Regions from separate parts of the Bos taurus genome. Here region 2 is linked to region 1. The links are chromatin contacts, called in public Hi-C maps. All regions are on one chromosome and are shown on one strand. Each heading gives the region's core, a stretch centred on a gene start, on an enhancer-like site or on the middle of the called end of the contact. The rest is flanking DNA. Distances are from core to core; before and after follow the strand shown.

Region 1 (6,204 bases), core at 1,086-3,585:
TTAGCATCTCTGTTTTCAAAGGCACCAACAGGAGCCCCCCAAAAGGTTTATATGATTACTGGAAGTAAACAGAGAGATCCCAGAGGCCCCGAGATCTTAACTGTATATCCCTCGCCTCACTTACTGTTAATTAGTATCCTGTTGACAGAGGCAATAAGAAAACCATTTTTCCTCTCCTCCTCCCTGAAATAGTCTGGTATTTTCTTAGGTCCAGGGTGAATGGGTGGCCCAGTTCTGGTTTGCTTGCTCTCTCACAGGAGTAAAAGGACTCCAATAAATAAATAAATATATTTTTTAAAAAGGACCCCAATCTAGCTGTACTTGTTGAAGCTCGGCTTGCAGTTGATTTGGCTTCTGCTCTATGCTAGGAACTGGGTAAGTCCTGATGGCCCCACCCTCACTGGGTGATGCTGGGAAATAATGGTTACATCCAACTCAGAGCTGAGGCAGCCAAGGCACAGAGAAGTGAAGTAACTCACCCAGGGTCACGTAGGATTTTCCAGATTCTGAGCTTCTGTTTTTTCTAGGCTGGCCCAGTAGGGTGAGGGGGTGGTCATAGTGGTAGATGGAGACGGCCCACCTTTAGGATTTGTGTCCTCAGACCAGGCGCTTTGTCCTGCCTCAGAAAGTCCCTGAGCGGTAGGTTCTGTGAGCTGACTCTCTCGCCCCCTCCCCTTACAACTTCCCACGGGTTCCTTTCCAGAGCAGTCACTGGCTGAACAGGTTGCTAGTGGAAATGTGGTTTTCAAATTTGGGAAATCTCCATTAAGTCCTTTTATTTAAGGAGGATGTCATTATCACGCCTCCCTGAGGACTATTACGGTTCTATTAGGCAAGGCCGCAGACTTCCTAGGTACTGTCTGGGGTCTGACTGCTGGGCAGGAAAATGTGAGACAGGAAGAAGGGGAGGCAGGAGGGAGGCAGGAGAGAGAACAGGAGATGGGGAGGGGGAGGAGAAGGAAGAAGGGAGGAGAAAGAGTGAATTAAGGCAGGAGTGAGGAGTCACACACACACACACTCACACACACACGCAAGGGCATGCTCACCCCTTGCTCCCTGAAGTGTGGGGAGAGGGCAGAGACCCTGGCCTCTGGACCACCTGCTAGTCCAGAGCCTTGAAAATTAACCTGGAGGGGACATGCCGACCGTTCCTTCTTTCACCCTTTGGAGCAGACCCTTCCTGTCCTCCTGCTGCCAGTCCCACCTCGGCCTCTGGGTTCAGACTTGAGGCGTGGGGGCTGTGTGAAGGAGAGAGGCCGAGGAGGCCCAGGGAGGGCAGTTCTGGAAACTGGGTCTGGATTCAGGGCCTCGGCCGTCCTGATGACTTCAGTGAACACACTGCTCTCCTGTCCTCTGCCCCCATCTCTAGAAGGTAGGCTTCAGAGAAGCAGGATTGGGATTTCCCTGGTGGTCCAGTGGTTAAAACTCTGTGCTTTCACCACAGGGGCTGTGGGATCGATCCCTGGTCAGGCAACTAAGATCCCACATGTTGTGAGGCGTGACCAATAAATAAATCAGTTCAGTTCAGTTGCTCAGTCGTGTCTGACTCTTTGCGACCCCATGAATTGCAGCACTCCAGGCCTCCCTGTCCATCACCAACTCTTGGAGTTCACTCTAACTCACGTCCATCGAGTCAGTGATGCCATCCAGCCATCTCATCCTCTGTTGTCCCCTTTTCCTCCTGCCCCCAATCCCTCCCAGCATCAGAGTCTTTTCCAATGAGTCACCTCTTCGCATGAGGTGGCCAAAGTACTGGAGTTTCAGCTTCAGCATCACTCCTTCCAAAGAACACCCAGAGCTGATCTCCTTTAGAATGGACTGGTTGGATCTCCTTGCAGTCCAAGGGACTCTCAGGAGTCTTTTCCAACACCACAGTTCAAAAGCAGCAGTTCTTCGGCGCTCAGCTTTCTTCACAGTCCAACTCTCACATCCATACATGACCACTGGAAAAACCAAATAAATGAATTAAAAAAAAAAAAAGCAGGGCTTTCTCTCCACTCTTGGCTGTCTCCTGGGCTCCTTGAGCAGTGCCACATGTGTGGTAGGTGTTCACTCGGTGTTTGTGGGATAAATAATGAAGTATGGATGAAGAAATAATTCTACCAGTTTCTTATCCTCTCCCTTGTTGAGTTTAAAACAGCCTTCCGGTTAATGGATCTTTTCTCTGTTCTCAGCAAAGGCGAGTGATCTTGAGGCCTTCAGATTATCCTCTGAGACACAAACACACGCGCACACACACACACACCCACACACACACGGGGTTTACGGAGGGTCAGGAACCGCGTGGCAAGCAGCTGACACTGGCTTGGCCACAAGAGAAAGAAAGAAGTATATGCCTCTCTTGGGACCTGTCTGTTAGGGGGTTACCAGCCACAAGGCTGGAAGCGGTTTTAACCTCTGGGCAGGAAGGCCGCTGCTCTTTAGACAAACATCCTGCCTGGGAAATCCCCCTGGCCTGGGGGTAGGGGGTGGTCCCTGGGGCCTGGCAGCCTCCCTCCTTGCCATCCTGACTTCTACAGACCCATCCCTGTCTCCAGGCTTGAGGCCAGGCACCCTCCTCCACCCCCTCCTCCACCATCAGGAGCCCTGGGAGAAAGAGCCCAGGCCCCTGGGGCACTCCTCCCTCGAGCTCCTGTGCAGAAGTGATTAATGAGGCAACAAGCCTTTCTTCCCCAGCTGTGTCAACACGCCCCAGGCTGCCTGGAAGTAGCCCCTTAGCTGCAGGTATGGGAAGCAGCCCCAGGTCTCCTTTATGCCTGTTTTTCCCTCACCAGGGGCTCCCTTTAGGGCTTTGGGCCTCCTACTGGGTCATCAGAGTCCTGAGGGTGATGATGATGGTAATGGTGATGATGGTGATGATGATTTTATGATGCCAATAGCACCTGATATTTGTAGAGGGCATGGCCTTCCTTTTCCTCAGCTCCTTCTTCCAACTGCCAGAGCCAGAGGCTTGTGTGTGACTCTCTTTGGGTCACAGGGAGCAACTGAACTATAGTTGCCAGAGCTTATGCCACCTCCTCTGTGAAGTTTTCCTCTTTTTTTTTTTTTAACGATTATTATTTTTGGCTGTGCTGGGTCTTCATTGCTGCGTGGGCTTTCTTTAGTTGCGGCAAGTGGGGACGCTCTCTAGTTGCAGTGTGTGGGCTTCTCGTTGCGGTGGCTTCTCTTGTTGCAGAGCATGGGCCCTAGGCGAGTGGGCTTCAGTAGTGGCACGTGGGCTCAGTAGTTGCCGCTCCCTGGCTCTAGAGTGAGAGCTCAGTTGTTCCATTGCATGTGGGATCTTCCCGGACCAGGGATCAAATCTACATTGGCTGGTAGATTCTTTACCACTGAGCCACCAGGGAAGCCCCTGTGAAGGCTTCTTTGATCACCCTGGCAGATTCTGTGCATACCCTCATCCCCTAGTCACTGCCGGGTATTGTCACTGCCTGGGGAACACATCTGTTTCCCTCACTGCTTCCTTAAGGGAGGACACTGTGTGTTTCTCTGGGTCTCATTCACTCTGTACCTGCAACGCTTTTCCCCCACCATCCTCACTCTCACAGCAGCCTAGCATGACGCTTGGCATGTGTGAGGATAAATACTTACTGAATGAACGAATGACCTGTAGATCTGGAATGATCTGAAATTCCAGGGCTTTGGTCTGTCTGTGGTTCTGCAGCCCGACTCCCTTGTGTTCCTGCTGGGTCAAACCCGCCCATGACCACACATCCTGCCTCTGGCCCTAGTTTGTCCTCATGGGACTCTTAGTGGTTGCCACCCAAGGAACTCTGATGGAGCAGCAGACTGTGACTCTGTGCTGGTGATGGGGGGTGGGGTGGGGGAGGAGGAGGAGGAGTGAGGATGGGGTGGGGGGGATCAGGAAGCTAGAAACAGTCATATGATTTTTTTTTAATAAACTTTAAATTTTGGAATAATTTTAGATTAAAAGAAAAGTTGCAACAGAGTTTACAGAGTCCTGTACACCCTTGAGCCCAGTTTCCCCTCATGTCAACCTCTTCTATAACCAAGGTACTTTAGTCAAAACTGAGAGATTAACATGGGTACTTTACTAGTAATTAAACTCCTGTCTTAAATTATTTGTGTTTCGTCAGTTTTTCCATCCGTGTGCTTTTTCTGTTCCAGGCTCTCATCCTGGATCTCACATCGTATTTAGCCCACATGATTTGGAAAATGATGTTTTATTTAAAAACTCGTGCGTGTCACTTTCTTTTTCATAATCCATCTGGGTTGATTTTATGTGGGAAGAAAGCTTTTCCCAGCCAAATATTCCAGTAAGCGATTGTCACCGTGTTTGTTTCTCGAGGCTTCTCTGGCTCTCCTGCACCCTGCTGCGGTTCTCCGGGGAGTGAAGCAGGGTCCCAAGAGGACAATCTCAGGGCATCTTCTGGATTCACAATATTAAAAGCTGCTGACCGCTGGTCTGATGTAAACGAGAAACAGGGCTCATTGGGTCAGTCTAGGCCTGAGGGTGGCAGAGGGCTGGATGAAAAAGGATGGATGTGACTGTGTTTTGGGGAGGTTTAGGGAGAAGAGGGATCTTGGGGCAGTAGCCTGGGGTCTCCTGAGAGGCAGGGACATGATGTTTGAGCTGTGTTGGAATAGAATTGTCCTGGGTTCCCCTGGTTCATTGGTCCTCAGCCTTTGTCTCTCTGTCTTTCTCTTTTCTGTGCTGTGCTTAGTCGCTCAGTCATGTCCAACTCTTTGCAACTTCATGGACTGTAGCCTGCCAAGCTCCTGTGTCCATGGGGATTCTCCAGGTAAGAATACTGGAGTGGGTTGCCATGCGCTCCTCCAGGGGATCTTCCAAACTCAGGGACTGAACCCAGGTCTCCCGCATCGCAGGCAGATTCTTTACCATCTGAGCCACCAGGGAAGCCGCCAGGGAAGCCCTCTCTCTTTTCTATTGAGAGGGTTAACAGGTAGGAAGGCCAGAGGTCCCCAAGCAGTAGGAGGAAATAAATTGCAAATGCCAGACTTTCTTTTCCCCCTTCTCTACACAAAATTAAAAGAGGTTTCTTTTAGTTCTCTGTTGAGGACACCTGGTTCTGCCTGAACTTTTCTCAAACCTTGAGCTAACCAATGCGTTTTTCTTATGGAAAATTTTTTTTAAGCTGTGTTAATGAAACTATGTATTTGCTTTGGAATCTGCCTTTCTTCAAAATGGGTCCGCCTAAGACTAACTGTTTTTCTTTTCTCAAACCTTGGGCTGATAATGGTGTGACAAACCAGTATTCATGTCAATTGTTTTATGGCCAGAGATGGCACACCTTGTGCCATTCTATCTCAAAAATGCGTATTGTGGGAGAGGGGCCTGGTGAAACTCCCTCGGCCTTAAGGTGTCTCTCTTATCTGATGAACAGCTTACTAACAGACACATAAAATGCCTTGCTAAAAACTAGCAAGGGAGCATTCATTCTGCCCCCTTCTGATGACTATGTCAGAAGCTTCCCCTATCTCTTTTATACTTTAATAAAATTCTGTTACACAAAAAGCTCTGAGTGGTCATGCCTGGTCTCTGGCCCTGGATCGAAATTCTCCCCTCCAGAGGTCACGAATCCCAGGGTAGCACACAGCTCGTGGCAGCAATCTTTCACTATCTTTTCACGTGTGTATCTATTGGCACCTTCACAGCTTTGATTTTGCTTGCATTCCTGGTCAGCTAGAATAATCAGAGTTAAAATTTCAATTAAAGTGTTACCGGATGTTCTGTTAAGAGCAGACGCGAACATTACTCCTGCTTTAAGGAAGACAAGATCTTCCTGTGCACTGAAAGCTTTAGAGGGCTGGAAGGCTGGGGGAGAAAGAAGCAGAAGCGCAGGCGGGGCAATAGGTCAGTTAAGGCCACCGCTCTTCGGCCCCCTCCCCAGACCCGCTCCCCTCCTGGTTCAAGTCTCTGTCCAATGTCCGTTGATGTCATTTCCACACTTGTGATTTCTAAGTCTCTTTGTTTCACGAGGTGGACAGGCTGGTGGGCCTGAGGGAGGATGTGGGAGGGAAGGCATCTGGAGTTGGGTTTTGGAACTCTTGCTACTTTTGAAAGGATAGCCAGTGACTTCTGGGAGAGCCCTCTGCAGATTGGCAGCTCTGGTCAGGGCCGGGGTGAGGCAGGAGGAGGTGGAGGGGAAGGCTGAGGATGGAGAGCGCCACCCTGGCTGGGAGGGCCTCAGGCCAAAGGGCCAGCCCACACCCTCAGGCTTCTAC
Region 2 (6,204 bases), core at 2,337-4,836, 79 kb after region 1:
TTCTCCAGGCAAGAACACTGGAATGGGTTGCCATTTCCTTCTCCAATGCGTCAAAGTGAAAAGTGAAAGTGAAGTTGCTCAGTCGTGTCCGACCCTTAGCAACCCCATGGACTGCAGCCTTCCAGGCTCCTCCATCCATGGGATTTTCCAGGCAAGAGTACTAATTGCGGTTTTGACTTGCATTTCTCTGCTGATTAATGATGTTGAACATCTTTTCATGTGTTTGTTGCCATCTGTATGTCTTCTTTGGGAAAATGTCTATTCAGGTCCTCTTCTCACTTTTGGGAAGGTTGTTCAGGGTTTTTTGATGAGGTAGTTGTATGATCTCTCAGTTTTTAAATATTGGTGATGAATTTAAAACACTCCTAGTCCAGGAATTCCCTGGCAGTCCAGTGGTTAAGACTCGGCGCTTTCAGTGCCACGACCCAGGTTCAGTTTCTGGCTGGGGAACTAAGATCCCACAAGCTGAGCGGTTCGGTCAAAAAACAAACAAACAAAAAGTCCTGTGGGCACAATTTGGTTCTTAAACTGCCAATTTGCAATCTCTGGTCTCCTCCAAGTCTGCCTGCTCTCCATTTTACAGATGATAAAGCTGAGGCTCAGAGAGGCCTAGTGACCTTCCTAGGGCTTCACAGGTCACTGTTGGGAAAACCATGGGTCCAGGAAGCCTGTCTAGTGCTCCTTGCCCAAGATAGCAGATTTGTTGGCTGAGCCCAAGGTCTTAACAAGCAATTCTCAAATGCTTCCCACGTATCTCTCGTTTGCACAGACATGAGGTTTACAAACACTTCATAACCTACTTGATTCTAGCAATGGCCATGAGGGAGCAGGGCTGGCATTAATCCATTTTCTTTTACAGGTGAGGAAACCAAGGCTTGGAGAGGCTAAGTGACTTGCAAGGTCAACAGTCTTAGAGAGGGCTGGAGTTAGGGCCTCCAGTAACCCCTCTATGATTTTTCTACCCCCAAACTCTGTCATATTTGGGAGATACAGCCTGAGATAGAAAATAAACTCCTAAAAAGGAACAGTAAATGGATGGGATACTTGGGTAAACGGAATATTCTTCGTAACTTAAAGTTAATTGAAAATCCATAGGTTATCAATTTTCCAAGCAAGCGAATAAAACAGAAGATATTTCAGAGAGCAATTACACAAGCAAGGTTTAATCTTTCTTTGATGATTCCAAAGGCATTTCAGGGGAACGTAATGCCTTGGGGCATCATTACGAACACCAATAATTACCATGTAGGGCTGTGAGATGAGTTCTCATCAATTTCCTCCTGGCTATTTGGGGATGTTCTAGAAGATTGCAGCGCATGGTGGTGAGCATATGTCTGTGTTCCTGTTGCTCTTCCCATCTTTGCCCATTTCAGGGCGGCCTTGTGGAAAGAGCAGTGACTCACAAAGGATCTTGCTGCCCTTCACCTGTAAAGTGGGGATAATACTGAGTCCTTCTATACTCACTGTATAGGTCCTACTGAAAGGACCTCAGATCTCACAGCATCAGAGCAGGAAAGCATTTCTGATCATAGGATACATCAGTTTCATTTTACCATGGAGGAGTCTGAGACCCAGAGAGGTTAGGGGCCTTGTCCAAAATCACACAGCTAGGGATGAGGTGTTGGAATCCAGTTTCTCTTCTTCCTCAGTTCAGTCACTCAGTCGTGTCCAACTCTTTGCGACCCCATGAACCACAACACGCCAGGCCTTCCTGTCCATCACCAACTTCCAGAGTCCATCCAAACCCATGTCCATTGAGTCGATGATGCCATCCAATGATCTTACCCTCTGTCGTCCCCTTCTCCTCCTACCCTCAGTCAGTCAGTCACTTAGTTCAGTCGCTCAGTCGTATCCGACTCTTTGTGACCCCATGAATCACAGCACGCCAGGCCTCCCTGTCCATCACCAACTCCCGGAGTTCACTCAAACTCACGTCCATCAAGTCGGTGATACCATCCAGCCATCTCATCCTCTGTCGTCCCCTTCTCCTCCTGCCCCTAATCCCTCCCAGCATCAGGGTCTTTTCCAATGAGTCAACTCTTCACATGAGGTGGCCAAAGTACTGGAGTTTCAGCTTTAGCATCACTCCTTCCAATGAATACCCAGGACTGATCTCCTTTAGAATGGATTGGTTGGATCTCCTTGCAGTCCAAGGGACTTTCCCAAATACTGCACTGAGGCAGAAAAGACCTATAGGAACTGAAAGATTAATCACACTTCCAAACAAAGACACATGAGCTCTCTTTGGCCACAGAGAGGAAAAGTTCAGATCTCCCCAGCCCAGTCTGGGGAGGCAGTGAACTCCTTAGTTCAGGGCTGGGAGTTACCTAGGCTGGGGAGGTAGCTAAGACATCATCATCTTGTGAGATATATGGTTTCATGAATATCAGAGCATTTTAAAATTCGGTAATTTCGAGTATGCAGTCTCCCAGGGCCCTTCTTCTTTTAATTGAAGAAATAAACAATTTCCCCTAAGGAATCCTTGGCCAAGGGGAAAGGCAGGTGCAATGTTGACTGAGGACAGTGGCAGCCTGGGAGGACATGGTGTCATGAAGAAGTCAAATGGCCAGAGAGCTAGCTGGCCTGGCCTGAGCCCCAGGAGAGGCAGGTCACAGGGGGTACGCCACACACATGAACATGCAGACACACATGCACACCTCCTGCCCAGGCCCTGGGTCCCGACAGGAGCACATACATGCAGCCACCTGTCACACAACATCCAATCCAGAGCGGCTCAGCGCACGTGTGTTTGTTCATGACAGATGTTCTCAGAGCAGCTAGTGGACATGCCTACTCAGCCTTACGGGGTTTCCCAGGTGTCGCAGTGGTAAAGAATCCACCTGCCAATGCAGGAGACACAAGAGATGCAGGTTCGATCCCTGGGTCAGGAAGATCCCCTGGAGAAGGAAATGGTAACTCACTCCAGTATTCTTGCCTGGAAAATCCCATGGACAGAGAAGCCTGGTGGGCTATAGTCCGTGGGGTCAAAAAGAGTCACATGGGGTTGAGAACACACACATACACATACTTAGGGCAGAGCCCCCATCCTCTGAGCAGAAATACCAAAGCAGGGACAGAGACACACAGCACAGCCACAGACACTTGATCCAGATACTCCCACTGACACACACACACACACACACACACACACACAACTAGATGCACTAGAAGGCACATCAGGATGGAAGTGTCCCCACATTTGTTTCCCTTTCTACATATGAATGTTGGCCCTCCGCGACCCCTGGAAGGAACAGGTTTACCAGTCCACGCTCTCAGATGGTTGGACACAGAGATGAGCTCTGAAACTCCAATGCACAGTACACGGGCTCTCTGGTCACACACACACGCACACACACATGCACACACACAAGCACACAGTGATGCATGTCCTCAGCCTTTGAATTCCTTTTGTTGGTTTCATTTTCAGACAGTAACACCACTCATCTCCTCTGTCAGCTTAACCCACAGCCCAACTCCCACGTTCGGCACACAAACAGTTAATGTCCCAGTTCTTAGACCTTCAAAACATCTCACACTCGGGTCAAAGGGTCCTGCCTTATAATCTCTAGAGGAGCTTACACCTACAAGGAAAGGAAGTTAAAAAAAAAACTGGTTCAAGGGCTTTATAAGGTTGAAAGATTTTCGCAGAGGAACGAACTCTGGTCATTATGGCGCCATCTGGTGGTTATAAGCAGAACTGCAGGGCATTCTGTAAGGTTCGCTCAGTCGTGTCAGTCGCTATATGGGCTTGTAGTTCGCCAGGCTCCTCTGTCCATGGGATTTCTTGGGCAAGAATACTGGAGTGGGTTGCCATTCCCTCCTCTAGGGGATCTTCCTGACCCAGGGAGGGAACCTGCATCTCCTGCATTGCAGGCAGATTCTTTACCTCGAAGCCACCAAGGAAGCCCCGTTCTACAATGGTGGTGGTGGTTTATTCGTGTCCCACTCTTGTGACCCTCTGGACTGTAGCCTGCCAGGCTCCTCTGTCCATGGGATTCTCCAGGCAAGAATATTGGAATGGATTGCCATTTCCTTCTCCACAGGATCTTCCCAACCCAGGAATTGAATCTGGGTCTCCTGCCTTGCACACAGATTCTTTACCAACTGAACGATGAGGGAAGATCATTCTACGCAATGAGCTCAAGCTTAAGCTTTAACCTCTTCCAGAGTGTAAGGACCTGCTTTTGACCCTAGATTGGTGCGAGAGGGTTGGGATGTCAAGAGCCTATGGTCCCTGTGGTGTCTATGGCCCCACAGCTGCATAGAGACAGAGAGTATGGAAAGAGAGCTCCCTGTGGGTTACTGAATCTCTCCCCTTCAAAGCACCCCAGGCTTGTGTAGGTCCCAGCTTCTGTTTTCTGGATTTTAAATGGAAGGTATATGAAAGGCAGTGAGCTGGACAGTTGTCCACTCTACAGGGCCACAGTGTCCCCTTCCAGTGGCAGAGTTGGGAGGCAGACGCGCTCCGGGCCTGCATCTGCCTTGTTCACCTGCCCAGGCCCAGCAAAGCACCTGGCCCAGCACCTGCCTCGGGTGGGGTCTCTAACATGGAGCAAAGAATTCGCATCCTACTAGATTCCAGGGCCAGGTGGGGGTGGGGCAGGGGACAGGCAGGACTCGGGGAGCCACCAAGGGGCTGTAAGGACAGGAGTGGCACGGTCAGATCTCTGTGTTGGAAAAACCCCTTTTGGTGATGTTGCTGAGAGCCGTTCCATGCAGCAAGGTGATGATAATCATCACGCTGCTGTGAGCCAACACGTCCAGTGTTCTATGTCAGGGTGTGGAATTCTCAGGACCTGATTCAACTAAGAATCTGAAACGATCAAATAACTGATCACCCAGATGGTCAGCAAGTCAGGGCAAGTGTGGGTAGTGCAGGCAGCATGCACAGGCCGCCAGACTGGGAGCCAGGTCAGCCCGTGTGCAAGGGCTTGGCCTGCCTCAGGCAAGCCACCTGAACTTGGGTTTGTGGTTTAGTCTACTTAAGGTCAGCTTTCTTGTCTAGTGAATGGGGATAATGGCTAAAACCTAGATTAGATCATGTGGGTAAAAGTGCTCTGCCAACTGTGTACAATTATGAAGGTTTTTTTCCTTTTTAAAGGTGTTTATTTGTTACTCGAGTTTTCCTTAGATCTTATCAACCGCCAGGTACAGACGTGGGTTAAGCTAACAATTTCTCCCCGTGTTTCACAGGCACTGGTCCCCACTGGCCACACAGGCTTCGAGCAGGGTGTCACTCTAGCTGTCCCTGAAAGTCCACGGGGAATGTCCTAAACTTTGGGTTTGCTCTGCTTTTACTTGGAAAGGCATTTAAGGGCTTGTATTGTCTTACGACACTTTGGCCACCTGATGCAAAGAACTGACTCATTGGAAAGACCCTGATGCTGGGAGATATTGAAGGCAGGAGGAGAAAGGGATGAGAGAGGATGGATGGCATCACCAACTAGATGGACATGAGTTTGAGCAAGCTCCGGGAGTTGGTGATGGACAGGGAGGCCTGGCGTGCTGCAGTCCATGGGGTCGCAAAGAGTTGGACGTGACTGAGCGACTGAACTGATTGATCGTCTTACAAAGGGGTGGGTAGGGATGATCTTTCCGAAAAGGTGACATATGAGCAGAGACCTGATGGAAATGAGAAGGGGAGAGAGGGTTTTGAATCCAGGAGAAGAGCAGTCAGGGACAAGAGAACAGCCTGTGCAAATGCCCTGAGGCAGAGGAGCACAGAGAAAGCTCAAGGAATGGTAAGAAGGCTGGAACGGAGTGAACAAGGTGGAGAAACGTAGTCAGGGACATAGCTGGTGGAAAGGAGCACGCAGGGCAGGCCACTAGACACTGGGATGTGTCTTGTTCCAAAATGGAAATCAAGGCTGCTCTGGGTGTTCTCCGTGGAGAAGCTGCTGGGGACTCAGCACCACCCTGAACACTTGACGATACACAATGATTAGCCTGGTCCCTCCGACTGTCTGCCACAAAGTCTGATTTCAGAGATGAGACATACACATCTAAAGCAATAACAAAGGATATAAGACACACAAGTATATAAGACACACACTAAACAGTGTGGCGTCCATAGGCATTGGACGCCTGGTAGGTCATTTGGTCCTGGAGTGGTCCCGGAAGTCATCATGGAGGTATGAGCCCGGCATGGCCATATGGAGGAGAGGGAAGAGGGCAATCGGGAGCGGGTACAGTCCTGGCAAAGGA

Evidence for each region. A called contact is a pair of places that touch in the nucleus more often than the background predicts.
Region 2: a Hi-C map of skeletal muscle shows a contact between it and region 1, with 10 times the contacts expected there. The contact joins two enhancer-like sites. A contact is called at or near these places in 8 of 11 Hi-C or Micro-C datasets (8-cell embryo, blastocyst, blood and 4 more).

The regions. Positions count from the first base shown.
Region 1 is chr19:43,497,431-43,503,634 of ARS-UCD2.0, forward strand. No RefSeq gene overlaps it. Among named protein-coding and RNA genes, the nearest start is that of ETV4, 38 kb to the left of the region's middle. Within about 2 kb of position 2,336, at least 36 of the 102 cell types and tissues checked have an H3K27ac peak or open chromatin away from gene starts, as enhancers often do. A contact at or near this core is called in skeletal muscle, where this site is marked.
Region 2 is chr19:43,575,000-43,581,203 of ARS-UCD2.0, forward strand. No RefSeq gene overlaps it. Among named protein-coding and RNA genes, the nearest start is that of MEOX1, 11 kb to the left of the region's middle. Within about 2 kb of position 3,587, at least 11 of the 102 cell types and tissues checked have an H3K27ac peak or open chromatin away from gene starts, as enhancers often do. A contact at or near this core is called in skeletal muscle, where this site is marked.